Regions from separate parts of the Canis lupus genome. Here region 1 is linked to region 2. A link is a contact called in public Hi-C data. All regions are on one chromosome and are shown on one strand. Each heading gives the region's core, a stretch centred on a gene start, on an enhancer-like site or on the middle of the called end of the contact. The rest is flanking DNA. Distances are from core to core; before and after follow the strand shown. Region 1 overlaps CRADD (death domain-containing protein CRADD). Region 2 holds the start of SOCS2 (suppressor of cytokine signaling 2).

Region 1 (7,297 bases), core at 75-2,574, 150 kb after region 2:
TATTTTTTTCATACATCAGGGAGGAATGATATATTTTGTATATCCCCTGTGAGCTGTTAAAACAGAAATACTTGGGGCTGCTGTTCTCATGGAGTGGTATACTTGCCTTGCTACAGATGAAATGATTTTGTCTGACTGCCTTGCTTTCAAATAAATGAGTTTTGATGCTTCCACGCTTAGGGAAAGATGTTTAATTTTCTATTTGTTGAGAGTACCTTGTAATGTGGTTCTCCCCCATCTCATGCTTCCAAGTTTGGGATAAGCATAGAAACCTTTTAGGACTACACAAGTAACTGTTTTTATTAGAAAGCAAGACCCATGTAAAATAGTGGCCAAGGATTATGAGTCCTCCCTTAAAGGTTATCAAGAAAAAAAGTTAAAATGTCAAAGATGATGCTGTGACAATAAAAACTTTATTTCTTCTGTAAACCCTGGTATCTCACAGGAGGCCTAAGATCTTATTCTCAGCTATCAAAAATGTTTAAATATGAAAGTAAAGGTGATGTGGAGGTCGGAAGTGGGCCCACCGTTCTTAAGGTATGTGGTTATTAATCTTGGTTTGAATTGACAAATTCTATAGGATGAGATTAATTTGCAGATTAGGTTGATGGAGTTTAGTGCTTGGGGTTTCAAATGAAGGAGGCTGATGAAACGTTACTCATAAAACTTTCTGCTTCTGTTTTTGACTCTGAAAATGCTATTAGATACTTCTACTCTTTCTTGTGCCTCTAGCTGTGGTTGAAGTAAACAAGCTTAGAAATCAAACATATTACTTCTTTGTAAAATAAGGGGCTGAACTGTGCCCTTTCTAGGCAGTTTCCAGAGACACGAGTCTCCGATTCTGAACTCTTATTACTCAGTTCTGTGCTCCACTTTTTTACTCTGAAAGCCCTGATTTTTGTTATCTGATTTGCAAGTCAATGTTATGGAAAGTTCTCTATTGTAATGCAAAAAAATCGCAGCTTCAGGTCCTAGCTGATATCAATGACCCCCTTGGAAAGAAAAATCGTTTAAAAAGATGGCAAACTTTGCTTTCATGTTAACCCAAACCAAGTTCTCAAGCAGTGTCTGGCTCTGCCGGGTAATCCAATCTATTTTAACACAAAGATTTTCCAAGAAGGCAGGAAACAGTCCAGGGGAAGGCTTTCAGGCATCTGCTGTTTTGTTTCCAGATCCCTTGTGTTAATTTAATGTTTCTAGGGAACCGGGCTCTTTCTTTTTTCTCAGAACGCCTTCTCTAGGAACTGGTGAGCGCGGTGGCGCTGCGCAAACAGCAGATAAGCCGAGAGCTTGGCTCAGGGCTCCCGGCAGTCCAGTGCAGCCTCGTTTGGGAGGCAGCTAGTCACCCCGCAGGCCCAAGGGCGCCCTGGGTGTGATCGGGGGTGACTGGGCAGTTCTCCCCGTTCTCGGCATATTACGCTGAGGCAGCGCCTGGGGTAACAGAGGTATACTTGAAAGACATGTTTATTTGCATTTGTCCCTTTTGGCCTTGGTGAAAGGTAAATATGGAATGATTGGCTCGCCCCCATTCTGCCAAAACCAGGGCAACTCAGCCAATCTCAAGGAAACAAACCAAACTTAACACGAACCTGAGTGAAATGTGAACCTTGCATAAACCCTTGCATCTGTGATGAAGGAGAATACAGGGAAAATTGGCATTCCTTCCAATAGCCGGCTGCCCATCTTCAGTAAATTAGCAATCACAGGTTGCCAGGGAACTTCTTGCTGTTGTGTGATGAGCAGGTCCTGCAGATTTCGTTTTGAAGGGGCAGCCTGTGCTAGTAAAGTCAGGTGTTCGGGCACTCAGGAACATTAACACGTTGTGTTCTGGGTCGCTTCTCATCAGGGAAGCTTCGCCGCGTCTCCCATTCTCACCTTCCACCCTCGGAACCAGAGGGATGCAGCCAGACTTCACTTTTGAAAAAGAATTCCACAGAATCAAAAATAAAAGGCTGTCATTTAAAATAGTTTCGTTTTTGTATACTTGTGTATGTTGCTCCGATTTAGAAACTTAGAATGCCAATAATTTATGTTGCTGGGAGAATGGCCCTGTCCACCTCAGTGGTAAAGTTTAATGTGTTCATGTGCCTGTTCTGTACAAGACTAGCACCTTAACCAGTACCCTTATAATGCCATATTCTTGTAGCAGCCCATAGAACTATGTTACTAAGTGGATGGAATCACAGAATTTTGCATTTGGAGCATAGAGGTCATTCAGGCCAATAATTTTTCTATGGAATTGTACTAATCTTATAACATTTCTGACTGCTTTTTGAGGCAGTCCATTCGTGGCTACAGAGCTCTGATAATTAGAATATTATTCCTTATATTAAATTGAATCCCCTGTATAATTAAAATAAGTCAGGATATGTCTCTAAAATCAACTGATTAGTAACCTTAATTACACAGCAAAGTCCCTTCACAACAGTACCTCATCTAGTGCTTGATTGAATCATTAGGGAATGGAAATCTTGGGAGACATCTTTAGAATTCTGTTTAGCACACCCTTCTAGGTACAGCATACCTGTGATGGTAATAGTCATAATACATCATTTTAATCATTTTAAAGAAATTTTAAGCATCTTAAGTCTCAGAATTTTGCAAGGTAAAATTAAAATTTAAAAAGGCCAGTAATATGAAATAGTGCTTAAGAATTTTTAGAGGTTTAATGCAACATTCCCCTGTCAGTTTTTTTGTTTTGTTTTGTTTTGTTTTTTAAACTCAGATTTTTGTGTTGCAATCCAAAAAGAATTCTTGGATCTGTGTTGTCAGAATCCAATTTTGGATAAGGAACCAGGTTCCCTGACCTGGCTGCCACTTACTCATGCCTAAGATGTGCTGGACTATGTGCTATGACTTCTGTTCGTAGGGCGCATATGGCCTCCTAAAAAAGGAGTTTACCTTTTTTACTTCTTATAGAACTTCATGGTTCTTACAACTTGGGCTGGGGGAGGGCAGGCCTACATTATGTACCCTAATTTACTATTTATGAATGCTTATTACCATTTGTTAGTTAAATTCTAATTTTCCCCTCTAGAAAAAATTTAACTAGACAACTCTTCAGAAGTATGGATGATACAGGGAAAAATTCAAATGCTTTGGAATGAGTGAAAAGAAAATAAAAGGTTAATCACCAGAGGCAGCCCTAGAACAGAAAGTGTCCAGCTCTTAGGGGTTTTATGAATACTCTTTGGGACATCCCCATCTTTTAGTAGCTCCATTGTCTTCCAGTAATTCCAGCAAGTAGGGGGCCTGGTGCAAGGAGAGGGTATTTCATAATCTCAGGCTCAGATGTGGTGCTGTGGGAAGGAACTGTGGTCTGGGAATACAGAATAGTGAGAGAGTATGAATGCTGAGACTTGAAACTCTTGCCTCCCCAGTTTTTGGGGTAAAATGATGGTCAAGTCTTAACCACATATCTTGGGTGACTATATATATTTTTGAAACATGCAACATTGCTTAGATGCTCTTTTTTGCTTTCCCTAATTTATGGTTATTTGCATATAATGAATGATGGCCATGGCATTTTGATAGAGAAGGTTTTTTTTTTTTAAAGATTTATTTATTTATTCATGAGGGACACAGACTGAGAGAGATAGAGAGAGAGACAAAGACATAGGCAGAGGGAGAAACAGGCTCCCTGCAGGGAGCCTGATGCAGGACTAGATCCTGGATCCCGGGATCATTGCCTGAGCCAAAGGCAGGTGCCCAACCGCTGAGCCACCCAGGCATCCTGGTAGAGAAGGTTTTAATTATGGCTCAGTATTCATGCAATTAATTAAGTAGAATGATTTAGAATTCTGTTATTACTGAAGTCTTTATAGCTGGGAGTAAATGGATCCATGCCAGTACGTTATTAAGTATACAATTACTTACTTCCTTATTTACCCAAACTCCACCTTATTAAGAGAAGATTTTGAGGAAATTTACACATACAAACACACCCACTACCTCCACTAATACCACTACCACCATACTACATTAAATAAAGATATGAAGAAATTGAGCTAAAGGAAAATAGGAGAAAAATAACAAGGCCAGTATGGGTAGGGTTAATACAAAGAACATACAGTATAAAATTCTATACAGGTGCTGGAACTAGGCTATAAATTTTGCTCTGGTTTTTCTACCAAACAAAATGGGAGAAAAATAATCAGATGATTTTCACATTCATAAGATGATTATAAGAAGATTGGAATTTTGCTTTGAACATATTTTGAGTTGAAAAGGGCATTTATTGCTTTCCTTCTGCTAGAAAGGTAAACTTTGACTGTCAATAAAAGTCATAAAAACATAATTTTGGCAGAAATATAAATGAACAGAATGATAGAATGGACACAACAGGTTTCTCGTATTACCTCTTTTTTCTTTGGTCTATGTTCTAATATTCCAACACTCTCCTCAGTGGATAGAGAGGTTCAAGAAGATTGGCCATATTTTTTGGAAGCTGAAGACTTCTTGAAGATTGTGTGGGAATGGAAAGCAGAATCTGATTTTTTTTTTTTTTTTTTTGCAGGATGGAAACCTTTTATCCTGACAAATTTTTCTTTATTGTATACTTCTATATAGTTTCCAACCCATTAATTAGTAGTTTCCCAAAAATTCATTTTCAAATTGCTTGTTTGAAATTAATATATTTTCCTTAAGAAATGATGTTGTCTGTGACCTAATTTCAGACTTACGATGAACCCAAAATTCAAAGAGGTTAAATCTGAGTAAATATAGGTCTACAGTTCTGTATTCAAAACCTTTGAGGCTGGATTTTGCGGACTCTGGATTTTTTTTTTAAAGGATAATATTGTGCATATACCAGTTATTACATAGCACTATAGTGTGGCCTGGAGTAGGATCTTATAATCAAACACATTAATACTTTTGCACTGTAACTGATGAATATTCACACTTAGTGGGATAAATAAGAACTATAAATAACCTCGTGTCATTTCAGGTCAGGATTTGTCGCCAAATGAATTCAGGCCAAATGAGTTCAGGTCAGGTCAGGTTTTGCTGCCAAATGAGTTATGAAAAAACTTAAGGTTTTCAGAGTGTTTTGGATTTCAGATTAGTGGATCTCTATTATCCTTCTTCTTTTTAATAAAAAGGCCATTGGTATTATAAACCCTAAACACAAGGTAATGTAATTTTATGGAAAAATGTGTTGAATTCCAATTAAGGAAGCCAGTAAGCCATTACTCTGTTGTGGCCTTGCAGCAAGAAGTGAAGTGTTGCCATCATGCTGGAGTTAGAGCAGAAATGCTCTCTCACGTATCACAGGGGAAGCTCATGTAAGGCAGGTGAAGGTGCAAGGCCAAGGGTGATGTGGGGGGTGGCACTGGTAAGAAGCATCAGGGGACAGTGGGGAGAGCAGAGGTGGGGGATTTTCTTTCTCTTCCCTTATTCATTTCTCTACTCTCCTCCCCAACTTTTCCTTTCCTCTTAATGTTAGATCAGGGAGCAAGGCAGTGATGTCAGGATGGCCTTTCCCCTCCTCTCTACTATCCTTTCCCCCAGGACTGCCAGTAAAGACACCAGATGATGCCAGAAATATATAACTTTTACAGGTAGTTAAACTTAGGTTTAGATCTTGACTCTGCTACCCTATAGCCGTATGACTTTAAGTGGTTTATGCAACTTGTAAAATAGAAAAAAAATATCCAATCTGCTTTCCTAGGGTGGTTGAAAAGATTTTAGATTCTAAGGTCAATGTGATGTTATTACGTGAAAATGCCTCACAAAGGATGGGCGTTCAGTTAATAGTAGTATCAATCAGCATTGTTGTCCCCTCTCATACCTTCCAGTAATCCACACCCACCCACCCCACCCCCGCCTCCAACCCTGGCTGAGGTGCAGGGAGCCAGCACCCAGGTGGAGATGCTGGGCATCTAGAAACAGGGGAGGGGGAGAAGCTTCTCAGGTGAGGAGTATGGCAGCTGTGATCTGCAAAGGCATGAAGGCCCCAAAGTATAGGCATCTGTATCTCACCTGACCAGGATATCCAGTCCCTCTTTAGAGCCTGATCTTGGTAAACCTTCAGACTTGGAAACTTCTGGAAAGAGAACAATCTGTAGGCTCTTCTGAGGTTGGAACCAGATGTCTCTGGGGCTTACCTGAAGCTATTTGCAGCTATGAGGGTTGATACTGCCTCATGGGTCAGGGCCTAGTAGGAGTAGCAGTAGGACCTTCCAAGAAGCCACAAGAAGTTGCACCACTATTCTAGGGCTTTGACATGGGCCCTGTTTGGTGGTATTCTAGTTCTTCATATTGACTATATGCATTCTTGCAATATTAAGTGCTTAGTATATGTTAGGTACTGTTCTGGGCATATAATGGGTAATGATGTAAACAAAATCCCTGCTGTCATGGAAACAAATGAGGGTACTAGGTTAGAAGATAATGAGATGTAGGTGGGTAGGTGGGTGGGTGAGGGCTCCTTGAGAAGGAGGGAAGGTTTCTCTGAGAAGGTGATATTGAAGTTGGGTTCTGAAGGATGGGCAGTGTTAGCTATGCCAGGAAAATCCTAGATAAAGGGCCAGCAAGTTTGAAGGACCTAAGATGGGGAGGAACCTGCTGTTTCCTAGATCTTCAGGAGCCATATTGGAGTTTCATGACCAAAGAGGAGAGAGGATCAGGGATGGAGAGAAAGACAGGCTGGGGCCAGACCTTGCTAAGCCTTGTAAGCTCTGAACAGAAGTATGGATTTCAGAAGAACAGGAAACTCCAGAAGGTTTTGACACTGGGAAAGGACGTGGTTTGTATGAGTCCACTTTGCCTCTCAAGTGAACATATTAAAAGCTGGCATGGTGTTAGCCTCTTTTGCTAATATTCCAGTATTTCCCTCATCTTTAACTCAAATATAAATACTTTTTAAAAATATTTTATTATTAATAGAGAGAGAATTAGAGAGGCAGTGACACAGGCAGAGGGAGAAGCAGGCTCCATGCAGGGAGCCTGACGCAGGACTCGATCCCAGGACTCCAGGACCACGCCCCGGGCCAAAGGCAGGTGCCAAACCACTGAGCCACCTGGGGATCCCTCAAATATAAATAATTTGAAGCTATTTGTCCCTCTTTATTTTTTAGATTTTTCTATTCAGATCCAATTAACGGTTGTCATTAAATTGCTTTTTGGTAAAAGAATGCATGAGCAGTCGCTTCTGTAATATTGAGCAATTCTCCTATTACCTGTTTTTCTTTTCTTCCTACCATGGATTCTGTCTGTTTATTGTCCACCACACCCATCCTTTCTCTTTTCCTCCCGTGGTTTTACAGGTGTGATAATTTTTTTGTGTTTGTCATTT
Region 2 (6,955 bases), core at 3,303-5,802:
GACCACAGGTGATGGTGAAGACTGTAGTGAACAGGGGGATTACAGTGAATGTGCCTTCCACAGGGGCACACTGCCTTGAAGGAATGGGATCCAGTGTTGACAGAGTTTAGGGTTGGTTAAGAGAAAGCAGAAACCTGGATCACTTTAGGGGTGAAATCTCCAGAATTTTAATTTGATTCACATTTTTAAAAAAAGAATCCTGGCACACCAATCTTAATAGCCTGAGGGATCAAATGTAGCCCGTAGGCAGGTGGTTTGTTAACTCTGGCCTGTATATTTTTATCAGAATTTCTGAGATATCTGTTACTTTATATTAACAACTATTGTCCTAGAACATGACTTCCCTCAACTTCTGTGCATAGAAAGACCAAGGGCATGGCCATCTCCCACGTTCTTGGGTCCTAGAAGTCTAGGGGAAAGCCATCTGCCCGGCTTTTCCCTCTGCAATCCCCGAAGCCAGCCAGGACACCAGGGAGTGTCCTCCATTATGGGGCTGGAGCAAGCAGGACATTGTAAAAGGGAACTGGTATTGAGAAGCAGCAGAGAAGTGAGAGATGCTCATCATATGGAAGATAGCTCTGTTCTTCATCTTCTCAAGTCTCTATTCCACTCCCTCCCACAGATCCCTCCCTATCCAACTCACTACACCCCGTGACAGTGTCTTTGATTACAAATTGCAGAAATCCAAATCTAACTACATAGGGAAGGATTAACGCATTGGCTCTGTCCGGTATCTGATTAGTCCAAGGGTAGTGCAGCTTCAGGCATATTGGAGTCAAGTACTTAAGAATCTCTCCCTCTCACTCAAACCTGAGCTCTCCTTTCTTCTCTGTTGCTTTCATCCTTTGATGGCCTCCTCCACAGTAGAAAAGTCGGCTTACATGGTCATTATGACTGCTCATCATCTCAGAAGGGGAGGGATCATTCATTCCTCTTACAGCACCTTACATCAGATCCTAACAAAATAATCTGCTTGGGCTGTGATACTGGACAAACCCTGTGGCCAAGAGAATAAGACACTTCTATTGACTAGGTATGACTGGGTCCGTGTTCTCCAGTGGAGTGGATTTCAGAATCACAGGGATTCATGAGGATGGTGCATGTGTGTGTGTGTGTGTGTGTGTGTGTGTGTGTGTGTGAGATGGTGGTTGTGGTGGTGATGGTGACATGGCAAAGTTTAAAAGAGATAGTGTCCAATTAAAAGCGCACTTTTTAAAAAAGATTTTATTTATTCATTTGAGAGAGAGAGAGAGAAAGCACGAGCAGAGGGAAGGGCAGAGGAAGAGGGAGAAGCAGACTCCCCACCAAGCTAGGAACCCAATAGGGCTCCATCCCGGGACCCTAAGATCATGACCTGGATCCCAAGATCTTGACCTGAGCTGAAGGCAGACACAACCATCTGAGCCACCCAGGTGCCCCCTAAAAGTGCTCACAGGTATTCCAGACACAAAAGCCAACAATCATCTTATAGCTTCCTCCACCCCTAAAACAAAAACTAAAACACTCTCTGCACCTAGGCAAAAGCTCAGTGTGGAGCACCTGTCAATTCCAATATTAGAACATCTGCATGGCAAATCAAGAACATCCAGTTTGACTTTGGCACACAGAGATTCCAAGCCTTGGCAATCCCTCAATGCAGGCAACAGAAGAAACTCCCAGCTTTGTGAAAATCACTCTCCCTTCCCTCTTCTGTGGAATGACAGTTCCCCACTGCAGCCATGCACCTGCCCCACTGAACGTAACAGATATGAGATATAGATTTTTACCAAATTCAGTCGTGTAGCAAGTGGTAGCACAGCGGGGATCCATGGCCGGCCGTTTAACGTTAAAGCCACCCTGCTAAAGCACCACTCACCCATCCATTCCCCCATTCACCAGTCCTGTGGAATGCCTGCTAAATGCTGGGGACTATTTGGAGGAGCCAAGATATAGCTGCGAACAATGCAAAGACAAATACATGTCCTCATGAAGCTTACATTCGAGTGAAAAAGAGAGAAAACCAGACCAATAAATAAAAAAATAAACTAGGTTAGATAGTGATCGGCATTAAGGAGAAAACTAGAGCAGGGAAGAGAGAGGAATGTGTGTGTGGGCAGGTTGATTTTGAAGAGGGTGGTTAGGCAAGGTCTCACTAAGAAGGTGGCACTGAATAAAGGTCTGAAGAGGTGAGGGTGCAAACCATGCAGATATCTGAAGGAAGAGCATGGTGGATCAAGGAGATAGCATAGAAGGCTCTGAGGAAGGAGCAAGGGTAGTAGGTCTTGGAAACAGCAAGGAGTCCGATGTGTCTTAAGTAGTGATCAAGGAACAGAGCAGCAGGGGATGAGATCGGGGAGGTAAATGCAACCAGACCTTGTAGGCCGTTGTGAGTGGCTACTCAGATATTGTCATTCCGTCTGGTGTGATGCAGCCATTTGGACTGGAGCAGAGGAGGGACATGCCATGACTTGGTTTAAACAGGCTCACTCTCTGTCAGGAAGAGTCCATTCAAGGGACAAGGGTGCCAGGAAGAGGCTGCAGCAGTAAGCCAGGCTGAGACTAGTAAACCAGGCTTGGACTGGTGTGTGGTGGAAATGTGGCAAGGGCTTCAATTCTGGGCTTATTGTGAAATCAGAGTCAAAGAATTGGCCAACACATGGGATGTGGGATGTGTGAAAAGGAGCAGTCAAGATGACTTTTGGGCTGTTAGCCAGAGCAACTGGAGACCAGATATGACATTTTTCAGAGATGGGGGGAGAATGAAGGAGGAATTGCTTTTGGTTTTTTCTTAAAAGGGGTTGTTTTAAGAAATTATCGGGTCTCAGTTTGGGACACGTTAAACCAGGGATGTCTATTAGACATGTGAAAGGCAATGCTGAGTGGCAGTTCTGGGAGTCCAGGAGAGAGACCCAACAGTACTGGGGTCATAAATTCTACAACTGCACTCTATTCCCTGAGAGTAGCCGAAGACCCTGATCCACATGCAATTTTGGAAAGTGATAACTATATCAAAAATACTGGAAATGTATCAAGGAAAATCAAATTTTAAAATTCACCCATATCCCGCCACCCTAGAAACAGCGGCTTTCATTTCTCCACATTTTCTTCTGTTTTGCCCGGAGCCATACATAATGTTATAATGTTGTAGTCATAACATAGTTACAATTTCATATTCTCTTTTTTTTTCACTTAACATGGCCCTATAAATATTTTCCTAAGATGCTCCCATATGTGTTTCCTGGGGATTAAAAAGACGAACAAAATGCTGGGCGTCCCTGGGAAACATTTCAGAAACAAAAGTCAAAATCTTACTTTGCTACGAAGTTTGGTGCCCCTATAGCTGGCATTATGCTTATTGTAATTTTTAAAAAAGATTTTATATATTCATTCATGATAGACATAGAGAGAGAGAGGCAGAGACACAGGCAGAGGGAGAAGCAGGCCCCATGCCGGGAGCCCGACGCAGGACTCGATCTCGGAACCCCAGGATAACGCCCCCAGCCAAAGGCAGGCGCTGAACTGCCAAGCCACCCAGGGATCCCCTCTTGTCGTAATTTTTTAAAAATATTTATTTATTTATTTTTTTATGATAGTCACAGAGAGAGAGGCAGAGACACAGGCAGAGGGAGAAGCAGGCTCCATGCACCGGGAGCCCGATGTGGGATTCGATCCTGGGTCTCCAGGATCGCGCCCCGGGCCAAAGGCAGGCGCCAAACCGCTGTGCCACCCAGGGATCCCCGTAATTTTTAATGGATACTGTCTGTGGAATGACTCTGAGCTCCAACCTGAATGACAAGAGCTGGCCACACACCCAATCCGGGAAGGGCATTCCAGGAGGAGGGAAAAGTGTGTGCAAAACAGGGAATAGCACATGTTAGGAGGCAACAGGAAATCACATGAAGGAAGGTTGCTGGAAGATTCAGCTGACAAATAGAAATTTATTTTCTCTTCGTAAAATGCTTAAAATCTTTTAAACTACAGAACCCTTTGTTTGGGATTCTCTACCAAGGAATAAGAAGCCATATGGAATAATTTAGAACATAGTGAACCCTAGTAGATGACTAGTGGTTCTTAAAGGTTCTGGGCCTCAGACTATACACACAAACTCTCCATGGAATCTGATTTATTCATTCATCTCAGTCCCTGAGCCAGGACTGGGTCCAGTCCCTTTCTTTTATTAAAAAAAAAAAAAAAAAAAGGCCGAGTGTCCAAAGACAGTAAATGACTTGGGCAAAATCATTTAGCTGCTTTACGGAGTTTCAACTAGGGCTGAATCAGCCCCGCCCTCCACCTGGAAGACTCTAAAAAAACAAAACTGGATTCCATGCATAGGACTCTGACGTCGCCAAAGCCCTTTGTTAGCTGGAAGATGCCCCCCTCACTTCCTGGCTCGCTTGCCTGTCGTCTGCATAGTTATTTACTCAAAAGCAGGAAAATTGTTGAGAAAACCATTGCTCCCGGACTCCTGGCCCAGAAGGCAGGAAGCTGGCCTCCGTTTCCTCTCGGGGCCGGCAGGGGGCGCACCAGGCAAGGCTCGCGAGACGCGCCTCCCCCTTCCTCGCCCAACTTCCCCTTAGCCCCTGCTTCAACAGAAAGTGGCCATTGACCTTTCAAGCTTTTGAGCAGTGATGCAATAGAATAGTATTTCAAAGAAAAATGGTTATCGAAATTTGGGATCCGGTTTTCCCGTGAGTGTTAATGGTTTAAAAAAAAATAGGTCACATTTAAAGTAGGTCACATTTTGGAGGCGGACGTGCAGGCCAGGTGCTGAGTTCCAACGGAGACCAGGTGGCCTCCGACCCGGTGGGAGGAGGTGAGGGTCTCCGCGCAGGGAAGTGACGGGATCTGAACGAATTCCCGGTGCCTGGGCGCCAGGCCTGCGGGGAACCGCCGGGACTACAGCTCTCGGGGCTGCGGCGCCGGGCCGCCCGGCACCGCGGGGGCGCGCAGGTGAGGGCGCCGGGCCCCGCCGCGGGCGCAGGTGAGCCGGGCTGCGGGCGGGAAGGAGCGGAGGAGCCGGCGGAGGAGCGGCGGCGGCGGGGAGGAGGAGCCCGGCGGGGCCGCGGGAGACCGGGAGCCGGAGCGCCTGGGGGAGGAGCCGCTCTCCGGCAGCGCCGCTTAAGGAGGCGCCGCGCTCCGCCCGCCGCCTTCGAGGACCCGGGCGCCCGCACCGCCGCCCGCCCGCTCCCTCCGGCGCGCGGGGCCTGCAAGGGGGCCGCTGTCGCTCCACTAACGTGCCGGAGAGCGAGGGGGGCCGCCGCCGAGGGCGCCCGGTCTCCCCCCACGCGGCTCACAGCACGTGCAGGGGAGAGGAGGGCGCTCGGAGACACGGCGCCCCGCGGAGCCCTCGCGCGGAGCGGCCGGAGGCGGGCGGGGTCCCCGGCGGCCCCGCACCGGGCGCCCCCGCACCGGGCGCCCTGAGCCCGCCTCCCCTGAAGCCTGCGCATTCGCGCCGGAGCCTCTTTAAAGCAGAAGCGGGGGCCGCGGTCACGTGAGGCGGATTCCTGGAAAGTTCCTGGAAAGCGGCCTCCGCAGCAGCCGGGCGGGGCGCGGGGGGGGGGGGGGGCGCGGACCGGGAGGGAGGCGGGGAGCGAGGGAGGCGCGCGGGGCCGGGAAGTCGCGCGCACACCCCGCTCCGGGGACAGACGTTTAACTCTTGCCATGTCTCGCCGCCCGACCGCGGCTCGCGGGCCTTGGGCTTCCCCTGAAGCATGAGCCTCCCCGCCCGCCGCTCCCGGCGCTGCGCGGGCCGCGGACAGGGCGCCCCGGGGCCCCGCGCGCACAGCCTCAGGACCCCCCGCGCCGGCAGCCGGGGCGCCGGAGGAGCTCGGCCGGGGGCTGGCGGCAGGTACGGGTCCGGGGAGCGCGAGGGCTCCTCCCCGAGGGGGGTCGCCGGGGAGGGCAGCGGGGCGCGGCCGCGAGCGCGGGCGGCCTGGGCTGCGCCGCTCCCGAGCGCCGGAGAGTCCGAGGCGCGGCTCTGCCCGCGGCCGCCCCTGCCGCCGGCTCGCGGGGCTCCTTCTAGGCGACGGGAAGTCTCCGGAGTTTCCTCCCCCGCCCCAAACTGCCATCCCAATTAATAATCCTCCTAATAACCTGATCCGCCGCTCCTCCCCACCCGCCTGCCTCCCTCCCGCCCTAGCTCCTGCCTCCTCCTTTCTTCTTCCCACCTCCTTGGCCGCGGCCGCAGGGGAAGCCGGCGGCCGCCCCGGGTGGGGACTTCGGAGCCCGGGGCTTCCAGGCGAGGGTCCCACCCCCGCGCCTTGGTTTGCGCTCCGCGCCGAGAGCTCGGGCCGCCGCACAGCGCATCCCCCGGCATCGGGTTCCCAAGTTAAAAGTCCGCGGGGGAACCTCGGGCGGACACCCTTCCTCTCCCGGGCCCCTCCCGGCGCCCCCGCCCATGTCCGCCGGGGAGGCCGCCTGCTGTGGAGGCGGCGGCCGAGGCCGAGGCCGAGGTAAGGGCCCGGCGTGGGGCGGCCGCGGCCGGGGATGCGGCTCCGAGCCCCCGCGAGGGCTGCGCGCCGGGGCCGATTCCTCGACAGCGCCCGCGGCGGCGGCGGCCGCGCACTGGGCCCGGGAGCGGCGCCCCCGCCTCTGCCGGACCGGGGCGCTGGGGGGCGGGGGGCGAGGGGCGAGGCGGCCTCCGCGCGGCGTGCGTCCGCTCCGGCCCCGGGCGCCCCGGGCTGGCGGCTCAGGGTGCTGGGTCCCGGGTCCCGGAGCCCCGGGCGGCGCGGATTGAGAGCTAGGGAGTGCCGCCCGGGGGATCGCTCCGGTCCTCCACGGGTTTTCCTTTTGTCCTTCCCCAGGCCCGTTCAGCCGCCCTGCCCGCAGGTGCCCAGGCTCGGTGGCCCGCGCGCTCCGCTGGTAGCCCCGGGCGGGAAGACACCCTGTTCCCACCCTCCTCCCGTCCCTCCCCACCCCTCCCCTCCCCTCCCCCTCCCCCTCGGCAGCTCCTGGGTCTTGGGTCCCTGCTCTGCTC

What was found. A called contact is a pair of places that touch in the nucleus more often than the background predicts.
Region 1: a Hi-C map of liver shows a contact between it and region 2, with 2.3 times the contacts expected there. The contact joins the enhancer-like site here to the promoter of SOCS2 in region 2. A contact is called at or near these places in 2 of 9 Hi-C or Micro-C datasets (amygdala and liver).

The regions. Positions count from the first base shown.
Region 1 is chr15:34,227,342-34,234,638 of UU_Cfam_GSD_1.0, forward strand. The region is part of intron 3 of CRADD (death domain-containing protein CRADD); the gene reads left to right. Among named protein-coding and RNA genes, the nearest start is that of CRADD, 57 kb to the left of the region's middle. Within about 2 kb of position 1,325, at least 9 of the 20 cell types and tissues checked have an H3K27ac peak or open chromatin away from gene starts, as enhancers often do. A contact at or near this core is called in liver, where this site is marked.
Region 2 is chr15:34,078,897-34,085,851 of UU_Cfam_GSD_1.0, forward strand. It overlaps SOCS2 (suppressor of cytokine signaling 2), which reads left to right and starts at 4,553. Exons shown (of 3, transcript XM_038558645.1): 1 at 4,553-4,667.